Linked DNA regions of Gasterosteus aculeatus: region 1 is linked to region 2. Evidence: chromatin contacts called from public Hi-C data. All regions are on one chromosome and are shown on one strand. The core of a region is the stretch at or near the end of the contact, and the rest is flanking DNA. Distances in the headings are between cores, read along the strand shown.

The links. Hi-C and Micro-C count contacts between places; a contact is called where the count stands out from the background.
Region 1: a Hi-C map of skeletal muscle shows a contact between it and region 2, with 11 times the contacts expected there. The contact joins the enhancer-like site here to the promoter of triob in region 2. A contact is called at or near these places in 5 of 6 Hi-C or Micro-C datasets (blood and trunk muscle, skeletal muscle, tail fin and 1 more).

Annotation. Positions count from the first base shown.
Region 1 is chr20:13,680,680-13,683,959 of fGasAcu3.hap1.1, forward strand. triob (trio Rho guanine nucleotide exchange factor b) reads left to right here. Exons shown (of 61, transcript XM_040166442.2): 12 at 1-19; 13 at 273-464; 14 at 2,555-2,724; 15 at 2,991-3,165. Among protein-coding and RNA genes, the nearest start is that of triob, 41 kb to the left of the region's middle. Within about 2 kb of position 1,877, at least 5 of the 9 cell types and tissues checked have open chromatin away from gene starts, as enhancers often do.
Region 2 is chr20:13,639,444-13,642,693 of fGasAcu3.hap1.1, forward strand. triob (trio Rho guanine nucleotide exchange factor b) reads left to right here and starts at 1,454. Exons shown (of 61, transcript XM_040166442.2): 1 at 1,454-1,891. The coding sequence starts at 1,822.

The sequences.
Region 1 (3,280 bases), core at 627-3,126, 42 kb after region 2:
CTTTGAGGAGGTTGCACAGGTGAGTTTTCAGTCCAAAGCGTCAATGCAAAAGAGAATCCTATTCTTGCATATATTAAATATTGTATTTTTATTCACCTGCATATTTTATAAACAAACAATGTCTGTGGAAACTTAATATCCAATGTTAAGTACTATTTTAGAGGACGGAGATGCAACATAAAATGATCTAGATTTGATGTTACTGTATTAACCAATACGAAGTTATAGGCTTTCAGCACACACTTTAATTAAACTAAATGTTAACGTTTCAGAACACCTACACCAATGCTGACAAATTGCTGGAGGCAGCAGAGCAGCTGGCCCAGACCGGAGAGTGTGACCCAGAGGAAATTTACCAAGCCGCCCACCAGCTAGAGGATCGCATCCAGGACTTTGTGCGACGTGTCGAGCAGCGTAAAGTCCTGTTGGACATGTCTGTGGCTTTCCACACACACGTCAAAGAGGTGTGTGTTTTTCCTCCTGTCCTCCTCTCTTTTGTCCCTCTCCTCTCATGATGTTCTCATGACCCCTATTTCCCCAAATAGTTTTGCCCAAAGCTAAAGTTACGCTACAAATCATTAATGAGGAGCTGAAAAGGTCCAGAATCTTTCCCAGAACTGTGTAAATGTGTTCAATTGTGATTATATTTCATGTCAAAACACGCACACGGACACATAAATAATAATAACGTCACTCATTAGGAAAAACAAACCACCAAACTTGAGGAGCACTCGGGCGCAGGGTTGAGGTTCATCTGACGCTTTTATTGTCCAACAAAAAACACAGGGAAGTCCCTGGGAACAAAAAACCTCTCCGAAGAGAGATGAAATGCTCTGGCAAAACTGAGCAAGCTGAATAGTTACCAAAAGGAAAAACAACATCTCTCTTACAGAGAAAATAACAAAACAATCAATCAAAAAAAGGCTCTAAACTAAATCAAGGAGCTGTGGAGTCACAAGGCCAACTAAGGAGACGACAAGGTGGCTACGTACGAACAAAACTGTGACCTGGACTTGATTCCTTCCTGGGGCGGGTGTGCAAGGCGAAAGGACACGACACCCTGGCACAGGACAAGGGGAGACGCAGACTATAAGTACACATGAGGGAAGTGTGGGAACAGGTGGACACGATCGGGAATCAGGGGAAGAGAATCAGACAGGTGACACGTGAGGAAGGGCAAGGAACCTGAGACGAAAGGAGAGTTCATTTCCAAAATAAAACAGGAAGTCACAAAACAAACATGGAGACAGGACAAAAACCCGACATACAGGTGTGACACCAAACTTTTAGTTGCTTTAAACGTCAACACTAAATATGACTTATTATAAATGTTTCCGGTTGTTGCCAGCACATTGAGAGTAAGGTTGTGTGTGTTTGTCAGTATGCTGCTTTCCCTCCCTTGTGCAGTGCGTTTGGCCTTCTCTGTGGTAATGCCAATCATCCATGTAATTATTTTCAGTAGTAATTAAATATATATATATATATATATAAATATATATATTGTTATTAATTGAAAAAAAAATATATATATTTTTTTTTCAACAGGAACTACAAATAGCAGGGAATCATCAATTAGTTGGGGTACTAATTTCTTTACAACTCCCCTAATTCCTTTCAAAGTGTTGCAAGCCATACGCTACACATGTTTGACTGTCCAAATTAACCTCTCACTCACACTGACATGTCACTTTTGCTCGGCGTTTGTTAACACCACATCCTGTTTACACCGACTCGCCGCGACAGTCAGAGCCGTGGCGTTATTAATCAAGGTAGTCCTCAATGTCCATATGGGCAAATCTCCTTCATCCCATCTGTCAGCTCACACTGGTGCAAGTCGCTGCGTATGCGCGAGCCTTTGTGCGGCCGCGCGTGCCAGAGCCCGCTCGTCGTCATGTGCGCGTTGCGTGCACACGTGAATGTTTCCGCTCTCCTGCCCGTCACCTCTCGTAGTAGAGAAGCGCTTGGACGCAGTCCAGCGCGTTGAAAGGCAACGGACGGTTCCCCGCGGAGACGGAGCATGGACTACATTGCAAGCGAGGGGGATTCGTCTGCACTTGTGTTCATGAAGTGCGCAAATAAAATCACTCCAAACCAGCAGCAAGGCCCACACTGCTTCTCCTACCAAACGCTGACAACACAAGACCAGTCTGGCCTGAGACGGAGTCGATGGTAGTCACAATACCAAAAGTAAACATGTTGTTGAGTACGCAGTGTGGGTGTTAGACAAACCGTGGGTGCCAGCGTATCTTTCCTGCAGCCCGGATGGCGTGCCAGGGCGTTGTTACGCTCAGCCAATTCAGCCAGATGGCTAATCTGTCACAAAGGTGACCATTCACAAAACACCAGCTTTGAGCAGAGCTGGTTGGATTTCTATTTCAGTCCATTTCGTAAGCTTGTCCATCGATTCCTACATCTCACGAGGCTCTGTGAATCTGCCCCTCCCACCCCCCTTCCTTCAGCATGGGAACTTTGTTTTGTTTCTTTTCTCCTGGAGGTTGTCTCTACACGGTGCTGCATTTTAACTGGCTTGCCTTTGCTGTCAATCACCCGATAGCTGTGGACCTGGTTGGAGGAGCTTCAGAAGGAGCTGCTGGATGACGTGTACGCCGAGTCGGTGGAAGCTGTGCAGGACCTGATCAAGCGTTTTGGCCAGCAGCAGCAGACCACCCTGCAGGCCACTGTGAATGTCATCAAGGAGGGAGAGGATCTCATACAGCAGCTCAGGTGATCCTAATGAATACACGCTACACTAATCTGTATGTTAATCTGTATGTCAAGTTTTATATATCAGAATAGTTAAGAGTTACATCATTACAACAACATTCCTAACAATTCTGCAAACAACTTAGATTGACACAGACGAAAGAACGCAAAGCCCAGAGGCCTAAGTTGGTATTTAGTATGTGATCATTGGAAATGATGTATCGACATATCTCTGAGCCGAAATAGACTACGCCTGTAAATCTTCTACATTTCACCTCTCTCCACAGAGACTCGGCCATCTCCAGCAACAAGACTCCTCACAACAGCTCCATGGCCCACATCGAGAGTGTGCTGCAGCAGCTGGATGAAGCCCAGGGCCAGATGGAGGAGCTGTTCCAAGAAAGGAAGATCAAACTGGAGCTCTTCCTTCAGCTCCGCATCTTTGAGAGGGATGCCATTGACGTGAGTAGGCGGTAGATGGAAGCTTGGTGCACGATGAATATGTATTTTTTGCTCTATCCTCCAACGTTTGGGCAGAGAGTGAGAGCTCAAGTAGAGCGGGGGAAGATGGGGTTTG
Region 2 (3,250 bases), core at 204-2,703:
AGGCAACGCGACCACCACAACAATGACACGCAAAAAAAGGGAAAAAGGTTTGAAAATATAAGCATTAAGCAAGCATATCTGTCTCTGGGCTCTAGCAGCTCTATGGACGGCCAAGAAGAGAGAGCACCCCGCTTGTGAACAACTGAGTAACCACGTGATTATGTGAACCAAATCATGTGAACATGTCAGATAAATAAAAAATAATGTATGATCCTTCCGGTCAAATGCAGGGAAATATATTGTTTTCACTGCTTGTTTGTACAGAAATTAAGTACATTTTATTGCTATTTTCATTAAAGAAAAGAAAGAAAACAAAAGAAAAAAGACTCAAGTGGGAAAAAACATGTACTTATTTTAGAAAGAATATCGAATATTTAAGTTTTATATATTATAATGCAGTTAATTCAAAACATGAAAAGGTACGACCCACTTGGGAATGGGGGGACTTCAATGTTCCTGGATTATCAAAGGGCTCAACAGAGAACGTTTGGGAACCACTGAGCTAACCGATCAACTACCTTAATAAAGTACTAAAATGTCGATGTACATGTTGGATTAACTTCACTTACTCGCGTTGAATCCCCAGTGACTCTGCCTGTGTTCTAGTCTCTTTTTTTTTTTTACAAAGCGCGTCAGGAAACAGCAGCCGCGCTTAATTAATTAATTCCACGTGCGCCTGCTGGCGGCGCAGCTGCATCCATCCGACCTGGAACGAAACCCGCACAAACAGATTCGGCACAGTTCCGTGCCAAAATTATCCATGAGGAAGAACGTCTGAGCACCGATGTGATCGAGGACATGTTTGTTTATTTTTTGGGGCTTATTTAGTGAAGTTCACGGTTCGATGTGTAAGACCCCCCCCCTTCTCTCCCCCCTAGATGGCGCCAGTGCACCGCTCCTCGTTTAAGGCGCTCGGGCGCAGCTGTCGGTGAGAACTGGGTTAGATTTGTGGGGCAAATGACCTCATACTGTAGCATCATCTTCGTCACTAGGAGATGAAGAGCAAAATGAAACAGCCCCTGCCATCCTCTTATCCGCTGCAGCGCGATTAGTCCCACGCGCAGAGGAAATATCACACCGGTGAACAACGTGCAATCATCTTATGAAACTAAATAACGCAACAGCAGAAGTCGGTGACCTCGTGGGGATAATAAAGCCACGTTCTCACGTGAATCGGGCTCCGGGCCTCGGTGACACGGTTCGATGTGAGAACTGCTCCACCACCACTACTGGTACTACGACCAAAAGAAAAAAAAGCATGCAGATGTTGTTGTGACATGACATCTGGGCTTCGGCTCCTCGGCCACACAGCCGTGAAGAATGACTCCCACGCAAGCACCGCAGTGAGGGACGATGGGGGGGAGGGATGGGAGGGGGGTGCTGCTGCTGTGCTGTGGCGCACGACACATTTGGGTGGCGCACAATGCACCAAAACCCCCCGAAACGGAATCCCAGGATATCCCACCCCCCACCCACCACTCGAGACGGAATAACCCTCCTCCCTCAGACCGCCTCCCTTCCTCTGTTACCTCTGCCTTTACCCACCCACCCCCTCCCTCCCCCATGCCTCCTCCTCACCCTCCCTCACGTCCCGACTCGGGAGCGCCGCCGATCGGTCGCCAGGATTTTCCCTTCTCGGCCAAAATGGAGGAGGAGGTCTCTCGCTTAATGAAGAGAGCGCCGATTGTATGACCGGATCTGCTTCAATGAAAGGCGTCAGGATCCGCCTTTGCCGATAAATAATTGTTGCAACAATAAAGCCAAAAAACAACAACCCAAGTGAGGATAACCATCGCTGTCTCCGCGCGAGCGACCGCAGCCATGAGCGCAGCGGAGGGACTGGATGAAGCTGCGAAGGACGCAGCAGACATAGCGGCGTTTTTCAAATCTGGTAAGTCGGGGAAGGGGCGAGTCCGGCTCCCGGGATCTGTCGGTGTGATCTTTTTTTTGGGGGGGGGGTCTGCCACATTGCTGCCAGATATAAAGGATAAAAGCATGGACGGGTTTCAGGGGCGAGTTGTGGGCGTCGGAGGTGCTGGGCAATGCGCACATCTTAGTAGTTATTTAGCACATTTGTGTCTACTGACTTGTCATCTTGCAGCATTTGATGACAGCAGCTCACATAACACCTCCTGCAGAACACGTTTTCATTATTAGGGGCTGTGGTCACATTTCATGTGGGTGCCACTATGACACAAGGTACGGAGCATTACTGTCTCTTCGCGCTTTACTAGTGTTTCGTCGTTACAGGATGTTATCTCTCACGAAACCATTGGCTGCGGGTCGCACATTTTATGAATGGTTTTCAATTCCTAGAGATGTGTGGATGGAGGAGTCCTGAAATCGGACATGGGGTCATGCACCAGCCGCCTAACCCAGGTGCGCGCATGCATAGGGGCTAGGCCATGGATGCACGTATGGGCAAGTACGTTGCACTGAACGCACTGGGCCCGTGTGATATGATCAGGCATCGTGCTAACAAATAAGGATCGGCCTGCTTATCTTATCACTCCAAAACATAAGCCACTTATCGAAAGGGGCTACTGCTACTACTGCCCGATATCAGCCAAATAATAACGCACTGGGATTTTGTCACGTACTTTGTTGCTTGTGAGAAACGTTATTATCTAATGTTGTGTCATTGTTATTAATTTGCATACATGAGCATAATAATCTTATACTTGGTGTAGTCACCTTCTGACTTTGTGTTATTCTGCTTTTTAAATGCCGTTCTTAAGGGAAAAGTGTGTTTTTGCCCTGATATTGGTACATCTTACTCGGGCACATCTCAAGATGGTTCCCATCAGCGAGTGGCGTATGTTATGATTTTATTTTTTAACCTACATAACATCTCTAGGAGTGTGAAAACATGGCTTTCCAGCGTTATATTTTAAGATAAGATACTGTTTCCTCTCTCTAGCTAAAGCCGTGTGGATGTGGATAATAACTCACCATCAAGCCCCTGGTTCTAACATTTCAACATTAGAGGGGGACCACCTCTGATACAGCAGCTGTCTCTTGCCCTCTCTCTCTCTCTCTCAGCTGTTTCTCTCATGACACCTGGTGTCCGGGGGTCTGCTGTTCACCGTCAATGCAGGAACACACACAGACAACATGTCCACCTAAGTGCACATGAGGAAAATAGCCGACATATTTGCACGTGTGTCCAGACGCACATATAAGCCTACTTCACACTAAAAGCGTGTCATCACATACTAGAAATGGCCTCTGCCGGTCAGACTGTTAGGAA